2 separate regions of the Nothobranchius furzeri genome follow, and region 2 is linked to region 1. The links are chromatin contacts, called in public Micro-C maps. All regions are on one chromosome and are shown on one strand. The core of a region is the stretch at or near the end of the contact, and the rest is flanking DNA. Distances in the headings are between cores, read along the strand shown.

Region 1 (6,069 bases), core at 1,360-3,859:
GTAATAATAACACATTCCTTTCAACTTCAGTAATTTAAGCACATGTTAATCAAAACATTTCATTTAACCACATTGTCCATTTCCTTATATGATTAGTTACTCATATTGTTCACTTCATTATATGATTTAATTATGAAAGTTCATCCTTGTTCTGTGAAGTAAAGCAGTCTTAGATAAGAGGGAGCTTGCGAGGGGCCTTGGACAAACAACAGTATCTTTCTTGCAGATTAAAGGCACCAGTTAAGACTTATGTCTCCAAATGGCCAGATACTGAAGAGGTCAGACTGTAGGTGGAAAACTGACCATTTTTGGAGTCTACAAATTTCAAAATAAATGTTTTCACCTACAAAATAAGTTGAAAAATAAAGTAAAGCTTTAATTTAAATAGGGATGTCTGACAATATCCCACTAGCATTATTATTGGTAGATACCAGCATTAAAATGTAAAATCAGAAATCAGCATCAGGTTTTATTTTTTAAAAGGGAAACTAGGCACTTTGGCTTGCTTTTAGCACCCCCTGGTATCTGTTTAGTGAAACCGAAAGTGAAACTACTCTCCTCGCTGTGCGGTTGTCTTTTTAATGCCTTAATCTAACAGATGAAATGTCTTCTCAGCTTTCACAGTGTCTACAGGAGTGATTCATTATTTCATCAAACAAACCAGCTGTGTTCACGATCTAAAACATGAAGGAAATGTGCTGGAAGCAGACCAGGGCTAGGCATGTCAGCTCCACTTTTATACGTCCAGCAGGAAGCAGCCTGCCACTCTGAAGTTGCAAGGTTGGTATTCTGGCCACAGGGGGCGATGGGGGTCTGAGTGACATTTTATTAACCCTGTAAAGCAGGACTTTACAATTCCGGGCCTCAAGGGCTGGTATTCAGCACGTTTTAGACATTTCTCTACTCCAACACTAGATCCACTGGTTGAATCACCTGTGCAGCAGCTCATCGGGCTCTGCAAAGGCCTGTTAAACACCTGCTGATAGAAATCAGGTGTGTTGAAGCAGGGTTAAACCTGAAACGTGCTGGATACTGGCCCTCGAGGCCTGAAATTAAACAGCCCTGCAGTAAAAGGTCATTTTAGCCCATTCCTCAAGAAAATTACTTAAAAATGTGAAAAAGTTGCATAGTATTCCTTTTATGACAACTTTTACATACCATACTCATAATTAGGAATGTAAGAAAATATCAATATGGCAATATATCGTGATATTTTTTCCAGCAATATTGATATTCAAAGCCGTGTATCGAAAATATCGATATGGCAATATATTGTGATACTTTTTCCTGCAATATTATATCAATATTCAAAAGCAGTTTATATAATTTATGGAAGAATTTACATGCAAACATTTGTGTATTTTCTTTTCTTTTGGTGCAATTCAAACACAGACCGCTAGTTGGCAGCAGTGTGAGATGGGATTTGTTTCCAACATTGAAATGTAAATCCCTCTATTATGGTTCAGATACCTCATGTTAAACATGTTACGTATCAGTTTGGACTGTTTATTGAATTCTCCTATATTAAATTCAGTCTAAAAAAATCACCAATATTGTCTGGCTGAATGTATCGCAATATATCGTGATATATTATATCGTCTCCCCCGTATAGTGACACATATCGTATTGCCACAATTTCACCAATACACATTCCTACTATGAGCAGGGATGTGCTCAGCTCAGCTAACCAGGATTTGCTCATCGTCCCAAGAACAAGGCTGAAAACAAGAGGTGATAGGATCTTTTCTGTCCTAGTTCCAACACTATGGAACAAGCTCCCACTTGTTGTCAAACAGTCCCCATCACTGCAGGTCTTAAAGAGTTGTTTGAAGACTTTTTTTAATCGTTTGGCTTATATGCAATATGGATTTTTAGAATTTTAGTCTTTTATAGTATCCGTTTTGTTATTTTAGTCACTCTTTTATGGAGTTTTAATCTGTCTTATGGTCTCGTTGCTCTTTTGTTGTTTTCATGTTATGTTCAGCATTCTGTAAAGTCAGTGGAAGGCGCAATACAAATAAAATTTGATTGATAATATATACCAAACTCTTGCTACTTATCTTCTAATTCAAAATAACAAAAAGGACCGATACAAAGTTTAGTTTTTGAGATGTTTTTGTTTGTTTGACACTATTTGCCCTACTTTAATTGCAGCAGATGTCATATTTTGCACAGATAATGATTAAAATTGAAGTATCAATGATGGGAGCTATGTGATGGTAGCTAGCTAAAATTATTTAGTTTTTAATTTTTTTTTATTGGATATCCCTGAAAAAGCAGTAAATTCCTAATTTTAACCCAACGTCTGATGCTCTCATCGTTGTATTTGATAGAGTTTAACCTTAAAGAGCAACTTTTGTTTTTGTAACATACTTTATGTAATCAGGACATTTTCTTCTGATGGTATCATCACGTATCTTTATGCTAAATCTAGCTGGAGAATAGGCTTGGTCTACCACGTGGAAAAAGTCATGTCCTTTAACAAAGAGAACACAAAGATTCACAATAAAGTTCTGCTACAGTCTTTATGTAGCTCTAGCCTCTGGATTGTCTCCTCGACTTGTTTTCTGATTGTAAGGAACGCCTCTATTGTGATATAACTGGTATTTTTAAACACCAGTACCAGCATGTGGTATTTAGCTGTTCATCCAGGTCACGTCTTGCAGAGCTGCATTACTGAAGGGTCATCAAGGGATTAATTGCTTGCTTGTGTCATCAACCCCCATGAGGGTGTTGAATGTTCTGATATTTCATTCTGATGTTGGATTAAAGAAAGAAGTCCTGAATCTGTGTGAGACAAGTGTCTAAAAACAGGTCTGGGGTAAGACAGATAAAGGAAGAAATGACTAAGAATAAAAGTTGAGGGAGGTTAAAGGGAAATGAACAAATAAGGAAGAGATGACACATGAAACAACAAAGACTTGAAGTGGGATGACTGGTTGGGCTGGTTTCTCTTTGCAGACCAAAGGCTTTGAACACAAGCATTGTGCATTTTTGATTTTCACTAAGCACGAATGTGTGTGTAATACGTGTAAATATTATATCTGTAAATGTGGTCGCTGTGCTGTTTATTTACTCTCACCTGAAGCTTTTTCCAGTTTATCCACCTGTGTTCTTGATGCCCTTTCGCCTAGGAAAATGCGATAAAACTGCCCTTCCACTCCACCCAGAGACATAGATCTCAGCACACCACCACCCTAACCCTCTGCCTGGAACTGGAACTCAAGCATTTTTAATTTTTATTTTGTATTGGATCCTTTTTGGTGTTTAGATGTGCACACAGCAACAAGCTGAACTCCACATTACAGCTAATTAAACTCGACCTTTTCAGCGTTCTAAAACATCATCTGGACCCCATCAATCTCTTCCAATAAGGAGTGAGACGAGCAGTTAATGAAGCTGATGGGAGCACATAGCGGAGCTTCAGCTCACAACCAGAGCCGGCTCACACACATATGGATACTATTTGACCAAATGACCAGATGTTGATTTCCCAAACATGTTTATCCTGCCAGACGCTGTTATTGCAGAAGGTTTAGACCAGAAAAGAAAAGAAGGAAAAATCTGCTTTTTTCCTTTGTTTCTTGCAAAACCTCCTAGAAGGAAAAAACATAAATTTTGTTTACCGTGCTCATGCAGCCCGTGGCTCTTGTTTACATGAGAACCCTCGGACATTTCTCTAATTATACTCTCCTCTGGACCGAGTGTCACGTCAAAGAGAAAATAAGAACTGATGGTAAGCTAACAGCTGCTGCGTCAACACGTGTTTTGCGTTTCTCTGAGTGGGGTCGGCACTACGAGTCCCGCTCCCTCTGAGCTGATGATCCTCGGTGAAGGCAGGTTGCTGACAGAAGGCATAAACTATCTCACACACACACACACACACACACACACACACACACACACACACACACACACACACACACACACACACACACACACACACACACACACACACACACACACACACACACACACACACACACCTGTGTGTGTGCTAAGAGAATTGTTCATATATATTACAGACCTTGTCTAAGCATGCAGGCATGTGTTTATTATCTGCTTGCAATTGTGTGTACATATATTTTTCCCCCCTTTTCAATGTATAAATGTATGTGTGTGTGTGTGTGTGTGTGTGTGTGTGTGTGTGTGTGTGTGTGTGTGTGTGTGTGTGTGGGGGGGTTACCTGAGGTTAGTATTCTGGCTTTCCGTGGCCACACGGGAACCATTTGGACTTGGACTGCTGGAGAAAAAGGAGAAGAGCAGAGAAAAGGAGAGAGTGAAAAGCAAGAGAGGACCACAGATGGGAAGAACACAGAAAGAGATGGATGGCACGAGAAGAGAGGATTGGAGCAGAGTGAGATGAAAAAGTAACAAAAGGAGGACAGACGGGACAAATAGAAATCAATAGAGAGAGAGAACAGAACAGAAAACAGAGATTAAATTTTTCCAAAAGCAGCTGCAGGAAACCAATGAAATTATCTAGAAAACAGTCCATGTTTGCAGTCGTGTTAAAAAAACAGGGAATCTGGTATTAAACAGAAATGTTGCCATATTGAGCTGACTCAGCAGTTATAAAGTAGTATAAAGACATCTCAGGACAGATGAAGCTAGGTTAGCATTTCTTTGCTGTAATCAAACACTATTTGTGATCATGCTACCAGATATAAACTAAGTGGCTGAAAAGAACTTGTTCACCCACTTTAGCACTAGATGTAGGTTAGCAGAGAGTCGCGGGTCTGTGAACTGAGTGGTTCGATTGTTGTGGTCGACAAAGTAGACCCGTCCGGTGGCGGTGTTTCTGATCTCCCAGCCTGGTGGCAGCGGGCCCAGCTCCTCACAGTTTACATTACTCAGATCCCTGAGAACAAAAAGACAAGGTCGTTCCTTCCTGTGTGCATACCGGAGAGCTGGATCTTCTCACCGACTTCAGACTCCTATGACTCCTGATATTGTTTTATACACACACAGAAGGCTGATCAGAACAAAGTGGTCATTTTTAATTCTTGAGTATTTCTGCTGGTTCAGATATGAGACGACACATCCGTCAGGAATGAGAAACACAACATGCTTCCCTCATCAAAAATACCGGGTCATTTCAGCAGCTCTGCCCAGAAGGACTGGACCCAGATGTTGATTCGTGCGCTTCAGCGTTGAAAAGGAGCCCAAAGACACACTGCAACTGTGCTGCAAGTTACGTTTTATAAAACTATCGAGAATTGGTTCAAAAAAGCACAATTAAACAACTCTTAACTCTCAAATGGAAACAGGTGAAGATAAAGGAGGTACCTGGGCACCCGGGGGTCATGCCAAGTGCTGACTCCAGTCTGTGTGTGGAGGAAGTATACTTGGCCCTGCTGGGTTGTTCTTTGCTCTGGAAAAAAATTTGATTTGGTAAGGACGGCGACTAAATTAAGGGCAAAAACGTAAATACTAAAATGGAGCAGGTGTCAAGCAGCTGATGACGGTGTGGCTTTGTTGCCAAGCTCTGATGAACATAAGCAAACCACGAGAACAGCGTTAACCTACCAACTCATCAGGGCGAACTCAAGTCTCATAAACCGTTTTCTCAGGAGTTTATGGGGAAAATAATTTATAAAGGAAAATGGTCAAAGATCTAAAATGTGTTTTTGCTTAGAAATTTAATTAAAACGCCCGTGCTGCTTTCCTAAAGCATAGATTAGCGTGTTTTGGTCTCGTTTGTCTGGTCCCACTGAGTTTATGGATTATTGGACAAAGTAAGTGAACTCTGGAACAATCTGTGTGGGCGTGGTGTTGTGTGTATAATCACAGACTAATCCATCACAACACCACCCCTCTGACCCAACTTCCTACTGGCACCTCTTATTTCCTATCCACCTCTCCATTTCTTTTCCCCTCCTCGCGCCGCCTCCCCCTCCGTCTCACCACACCCAGAGAGGGGAGTTCAGAGAGTTCAGCTGAGGAGGACAGCTCTGAAGCCGCTGGGCATCGGTGACTCACTTTGTCCGACCTCCACCAGCCTGACTGGATGCTGCAGGACCTTTCAGAGGAGGAGGCATGGGCCCAACGGTGTCATTCTGAATCACT
Region 2 (6,069 bases), core at 1,984-4,483, 46 kb after region 1:
AGGACAAACACATACAACACGCTTTAAAGACCTGCAGATACCCGACATGGGCAATAAACAAAGGAAAACAACAAACAAAAACAGAAAGCAAAGAACAACCCAAAAAAAGAACCAGAAACCCAGAAAGACAAGAACCAAAACCAGTGATAACCCTACCATACATCAGAGGCATAACGGAAAAAATAAGAGCAACAATGAAAAAACACAACATAAACACACCAACAAAGCCATACACAACAGTTAGAAACAGATTAGTACACCCAAAAGACAAAATATCAGCTGGACAAAAATGTGGAGTCATCTACGAAATCCCATGCAAAATATGCAATAAAACATACATAGGAGAAACCGGACGCCAACTCAATACTTGGACAATAGAACACAGAAAGGAGTGCGAGAAAGAGGCAAATCGTAAACACACAAGAGCAGCAAAAGAAGAAGCAGAAAGTACAATAAAGAAGTCACCCGTAACAGATCACTGCTTAAGAGAAAACCATATAATGGACTGGGACAGCACACGGATCATAACCACTGAACAACAAAAATACAAAAGATGGATCAAGGAAGCAATAGAGATAAGGAGACGTGGATGTGGGACCATGAACAGGGACAACGGAGTTTACACGCTGGACCACGCATGGGACTGCATCGTCGGAGAGGGGAGAGCGGGCAGTAGAGGGCGACAACGTCCTCTGCTGCCCGCAGATAAACGGAGAAGGAAGTGACGCGCCACCATCAGCGTCAGCCTGAAGAAGCCGGCAGCTGTCGGCGAAACCGTAGCTACAAACAGGTAAACAAAACTGTTTCTGTGTTTAAAAAAGAACGAAAGCATGGATTTACAAAGACACAGCAAGAACACACCTAAGAGATTATCTGTGTCGATAAGTTTGTATCTGTCAAAGGGGTTTCAGTATTAACAAGAGAAAAACCGCACCGAGACACAGACACGCCAATGTATTGTGATGGATGAGACAGAGGACTCAGATAACATCTCTTGTGTGCACAATGTCTAACTGGTAATGTTGTGGCTGGACTAGGAATCTGTGTTTTAATCACTAACTTCCTGTTTTTTTTTGTTGTTTTTTTTTTGTTAAATGCACACATGCAGGTGCACGCGCGCACGCACACACACACACACACACACACACACACACACACACACACACACACACACACACACACACACACACACACACAGTAGACCTAAATACAAAAATGTGGTCGACACAGAAAAAAAAAAGTTGTAAGATCATTTCCATGCAGGTTTAGTTACTTGCTTGAATGCTAACAGAGAACTGGCAGAAATCTAATATAGGCATTGATGTACAGTGTAGCAATGAGACCTCAAGAGAATGGGAGATTATTTTTTCCTGTTCTACATTTTGTCATTCTTGTTTAAAAACCTCACAATTCTATCCAGTGGAAAAGAAAACTACCACAAACTTAAGAAAATTAGACAAAGGAAGCTATAAGATAGATCATTTTAGCTGTTATGCACAAAAAATGTTGGTAAAAGGTCAGAATTCACACACCTGCAGTAAAATAAGAGTTTACAAACAGAGACTACCAGGACTGAAGGGATCCAGTTAAGAGTTTTACAAATTTTTATTAGAAAGTCAAAATTGGAGCCCTCGTCGTGCTGAGAAAGCATAGATGTTCTTTAAAGTAGGGATGCACGATGTATCAGCATCAATATCGGCTGATGTTAGTAATTTTTAACATATTGGCTTTGTTCCAATAAATAAAACTGGGCCGATATTAACAACCCATAATTTTCCATCTTGTTTCCATGTGTTTTTCCATTTCGGGGGGGGGGGGGGGGTATTTGTTTAGTAGTGTGAGAGTGGTTGTAATCATCGCAGAAGTGTAAACAGGTGTGGTGTGTGTGTGTGTACATGATAATGTAAATGCAACTTTAATAATTTTCGTTCTATAGAAAATCTGCTTATTTTAGAAGCATTAATGTCAGTATATCAATATCGACAAATATCAGTTATCGTCCATAACTGTGTTATTAATATCGGTATCGGCCCAAAAACATTATACCGGTGCATCGCTACTTTAACGCATTCATCAACAAAACCACAGAAAGTGCAAGCAAAGCTGAGAAGATTTGAGGCATTTCTTCAGCACATCAAGTTCTCTCAGCCTCCATGAAACTAAAACATGTCAAATGAAATTACACAATAATGCAAAATAAAAACTGGACTGCCATGTCATATTTGGTAGCTTGCACAAAGCTTTAGACATAAATGATGGCACAAAAGTCTAAATGCAACGCCGCTGCACTTTGAAGAGAATTTCTAAATCATATCATCATGGCACTGAATGAGTACGAACAGGAGAAACTCTCTAAGGTTTCACATTCTTTAGATTCCGTCTGAAAACCATTGCCCAAATGGAGAGGAGATTAGACAGAATGATTCAGCTTTACTTGATTAAAATTGTCAAAAAGTGGTGGCTAAATTAGTAAATACTAAAACTAAATTTCTACTAAAATAGCATAGAACATTATTATAAGTCTAGATAAAACGCAGCAAAAACATGAGTATTTAGTAAAGTAAATCTTAATATGTAAATACATTAGAATGATTAGACTGGTTTTCTTGTAATTTGCTGCTTAGAAAATATCACGGCCATTGAGAATGAAACAGTCTGTGTTTGATTTATTTTCTAAAGTATATTGAAATTTCCATAGATAGATGCGTTGCGTTAAGCACCGACGTTAAACATAAACAATGTAGTAGTCACAGCTGCGGCGAACAAGGAAAGAATGTTGCACTGAGTTGAATTCAAAACATTTAGGTATTTAAAACACTCCACGTGACCGATGAATGCGTTTTAAAAAGCATAGTGCCTAAATATGTGTGCGTTTAGCCACTCAGCAGATATACCGTGAATAGTTAGCATGAAAGCTAACCAGCTAGCATGGCTGGTTAGCTAAAGAAGGGGTTTAAATTCGCTTACCTGTCAAGCGCAGCTTTACTGGGCCGTTTCTCCTAACTCCTTGGTTCGACATTCCCTTTTATATTCCACCTTGATCAACTTTGTCGAAAAAGTGTCTAATTCATTTGTCAACGTATGAGTTTCTCAAACAGGTATCTTCCAAAACAATCCCTGTGCTAGCTGGGGTTAGCTCATAGTATCACCGTCGCAAATCACGCTGACTGTGCATGCAGCATAAAGGTATCGACATCAGATAGCTAAGAATACTCGCACCAACGAGGTCCATTGTCACCTATAATAACGTTAAAATACTTCGTTACATTCCCAGGTACTAACTGTGCCACGAGAATCTGACACAAAGTACATGAGCTGGTTGTCCTCCATCCGGGACAGGCGTCTGTTCTTGCCTGCTGCTAAACTGAAGTTGGTGATGATGGCGATGATGAAGGCTAAAAAACTTCAGAAAGCAGTGGAGGTACATCCGGTATGTTCCTTCCAAAGTAAAACACCTGAACAATGTCATTTCTACGTACAAAGGCAGCTTCTGTAATACATTTCAAGTTTTTTTCTAATATTCTCCACTATCGTTTCAAAATAAGACTATTTCCATGTCGCGACACAGAACAGTAATAATGAATAAAATGTTGAAATGTGTGACTGATGGAAATTAGTGCTGTGATTTGGTGGGGTTATTAACAATCAGGATGGTTTGGTGCATGCTACATCAAATGAATCTGTTAACAGTTACGCCAAGACAAAATATTTACATATTGTATACATTAAACAGTTCAAATCAAATAAGATATTTAAAATCGACAAGTTTTTCTGAAACGAAATATCAAGAACTAGTAATAAAATAAAAAGCATCAAGTGTTATATAATAAAAAATTAGCCGGCATGCAGGTGCACGTTGTATAAATAAATCTATAATCTGAGTGAAGTTCTACACTTGGAACACCAAAACAACGAGCACAGTGCCACCTAGTGGTTATAGAAAATCCTCTCCCAAATTCCTCTCAACAATGAAACTTCACTTTACTTTTTTCCACCGAATGCAGTTCCCAGTGTTGTGAACCAGTTTCTATTAGTAAAACAATAAAGACAACAGGCTATAATAAAAATTTTAATTACAAAATATTTTATAACATTTTTTTAAGAACCATTATGTACAACTTTAAAAAGTGAATAGCAAAAATGAAAATATGATTTTTATTACACTACAAAGTACACAGTTCAAAACTGGAAAGTACTTTGATTGTCAGGAGCATGGAAGACACAGTGGTCCGGGTTGGCCTCAGGAATCCCAAACTCGTCCTCATTCTGGAAGATAAAGAGAACCAGGAGAAAAAATGTGTTTCAAGATTTCAGGTTTCACGGATTTCAGGAACTTCTGGAAATAAAACTCCAGATAGAGGGTTGAAAATGTGACAAGCACACAGGTGTAGTGTCTAATCTTCACTAGTAAGATTAAAGTTTATCTAAAACTAAAAATTGGAAAACTGAAAATCTGTAATAAAAAAATAAATCAACCATAAGTTAAACATTTGCAAAAATGGTGAATTTTGATCACTGATAAGTTTTTTTTTCCTACCAAAAATTGGATTAATATACTGAAAGTAAATCACATAGATAATCTGAATTATTTAAAAAAAATACCTGACCAGAGAAGAATCTGTCAATAATGGTGTTGGAGTACTTATAAACAGACTCATTGCTGTGGAACTGCAGTGCTTCAATCTTTTCCAAATCGCCCAACTTCTCAATCATCAGACACACTTTCTCACCTTCACCAACGCTTTCTGCCATCTGTACAAAACAGGAAGACACAAATGTAAGAGCAACAGTTTTAATGATCCTCCAGCAGCATCTGGGTTCACACCTGTAATATATTGCTGATTGCTTCCAGGATGATCAAGATAATCGTGTCGTCTTTGACCGTCAGTAGATTGAAGAGAGGCCCGAGTACATTGCAGCGGTAAAGGTAAGACACTTGATTCAATGTCCCAACCTTGGTTAAGTTGATGACAGCCCAAACAGCCTCCAGCTGTGTCTTATAATCTGCCTAAACACGGAGCACAGAGATTTTAGTCAATGAAGGATGTGCTCTAAGAAAGAAACACATCAGCAGCAAAATGTGATTTTCCATCTCCTCTTATTCTGACCTGCTGGAGGATCTGTACCAGCAAGGGGATCAGGCCTGCATCGATGACTTCCTGAATCTGGGTTGCTTTGCCTGAAGTGATGTTGGACACAGCCCAGGCCGCTTCTTTCTGGATGTTGGACTTGCGATGGCAGAGCAGAGCAGGGAACACTGCCAGGGCACCTGCGTTAAGAACACACTGAGTCTGCTCATTTGTCCCGGTCACGATGTTACCAAGTGATCTGAGAGCGGGAGCCTGCGAAGAGAAGAAGAGCAAGTTGATTATGTGGGCATTTGAAACTCAGCCACCATGCATGAGGCAGCAGTTAAATGAGCATTAAAAGCACAAATACTAAGATGTGGCCATCTTCAGCTTCAAAATAAAAACAAACAATAAGAGGCTGAAATATTATTAGTAGCATGAAACAGAAACTGGTATTAATGTCATAAATAAACAAAATGAAGACATTAAATCTGTTTCCTAGCATCTGCAAATATGCTGTGATGCATCTTTGAAGTCAATCTATCAAAGCTTTATTTATAAAGTGCTTTTCATACAAAGATTGCAGCTCAAAGCGCTTGGGATTCAGTCTCAGACATTTGTGCATCTAATCTTGAGTCAACGTACCAGAATAGAGTGTTCCCCACAGGAGAGGAGCTGTACGAGTCTGGGAACCAAGCCAGTCTGCACCACCACCTCTATCCTCTCGTTGGACCCACTGGTCAGGTAGGACACAGCCCAGCAGGCGCCGGACAGGACCTCCTTGTCATTATGGTGGAGGAGCCTCACCAGGGCAGGAAGCATCCGCTTCACTGCCTCTAAGGGAGGGGGGCGATCCGTGTGTCGACACAGGTTGGAAAGTGTCCAGGTGATGTTGCGTATAAAGGCAAGCTTAACAAAAAAAGTTATACATTAGAAACAAAGGCCCATAATACAATGAATAGAAATATTATGTTAAAAACTAATTCACTCCCATTCCTAC

The links. Hi-C and Micro-C count contacts between places; a contact is called where the count stands out from the background.
Region 2: a contact with region 1 is called in a Micro-C map of tail fin, with 9 times the contacts expected there. The contact joins the promoter of LOC107391562 here to the enhancer-like site in region 1. A contact is called at or near these places in 2 of 2 Hi-C or Micro-C datasets (skeletal muscle and tail fin).

What each region holds. Positions count from the first base shown.
Region 1 is chr4:1,914,927-1,920,995 of NfurGRZ-RIMD1, forward strand. It overlaps LOC107391562 (E3 ubiquitin-protein ligase SMURF2), which reads right to left. Exons shown (of 20, transcript XM_015968921.3): 9 at 5,290-5,374; 10 at 4,703-4,861; 11 at 4,187-4,240. Among protein-coding and RNA genes, the nearest start is that of LOC107391544, 37 kb to the left of the region's middle. Within about 2 kb of position 2,610, at least 1 of the 3 cell types and tissues checked has an H3K27ac peak or open chromatin away from gene starts, as enhancers often do. A contact at or near this core is called in tail fin, where this site is marked.
Region 2 is chr4:1,960,685-1,966,753 of NfurGRZ-RIMD1, forward strand. It overlaps LOC107391562 (E3 ubiquitin-protein ligase SMURF2), which reads right to left and starts at 3,234. Exons shown (of 20, transcript XM_015968921.3): 1 at 2,968-3,234. The coding sequence starts at 3,019. It overlaps LOC107391593 (importin subunit alpha-1), which reads right to left. Exons shown (of 11, transcript XM_015968953.3): 7 at 5,715-5,978; 8 at 5,109-5,342; 9 at 4,826-5,008; 10 at 4,603-4,752; 11 at 4,142-4,266. The coding sequence ends at 4,180.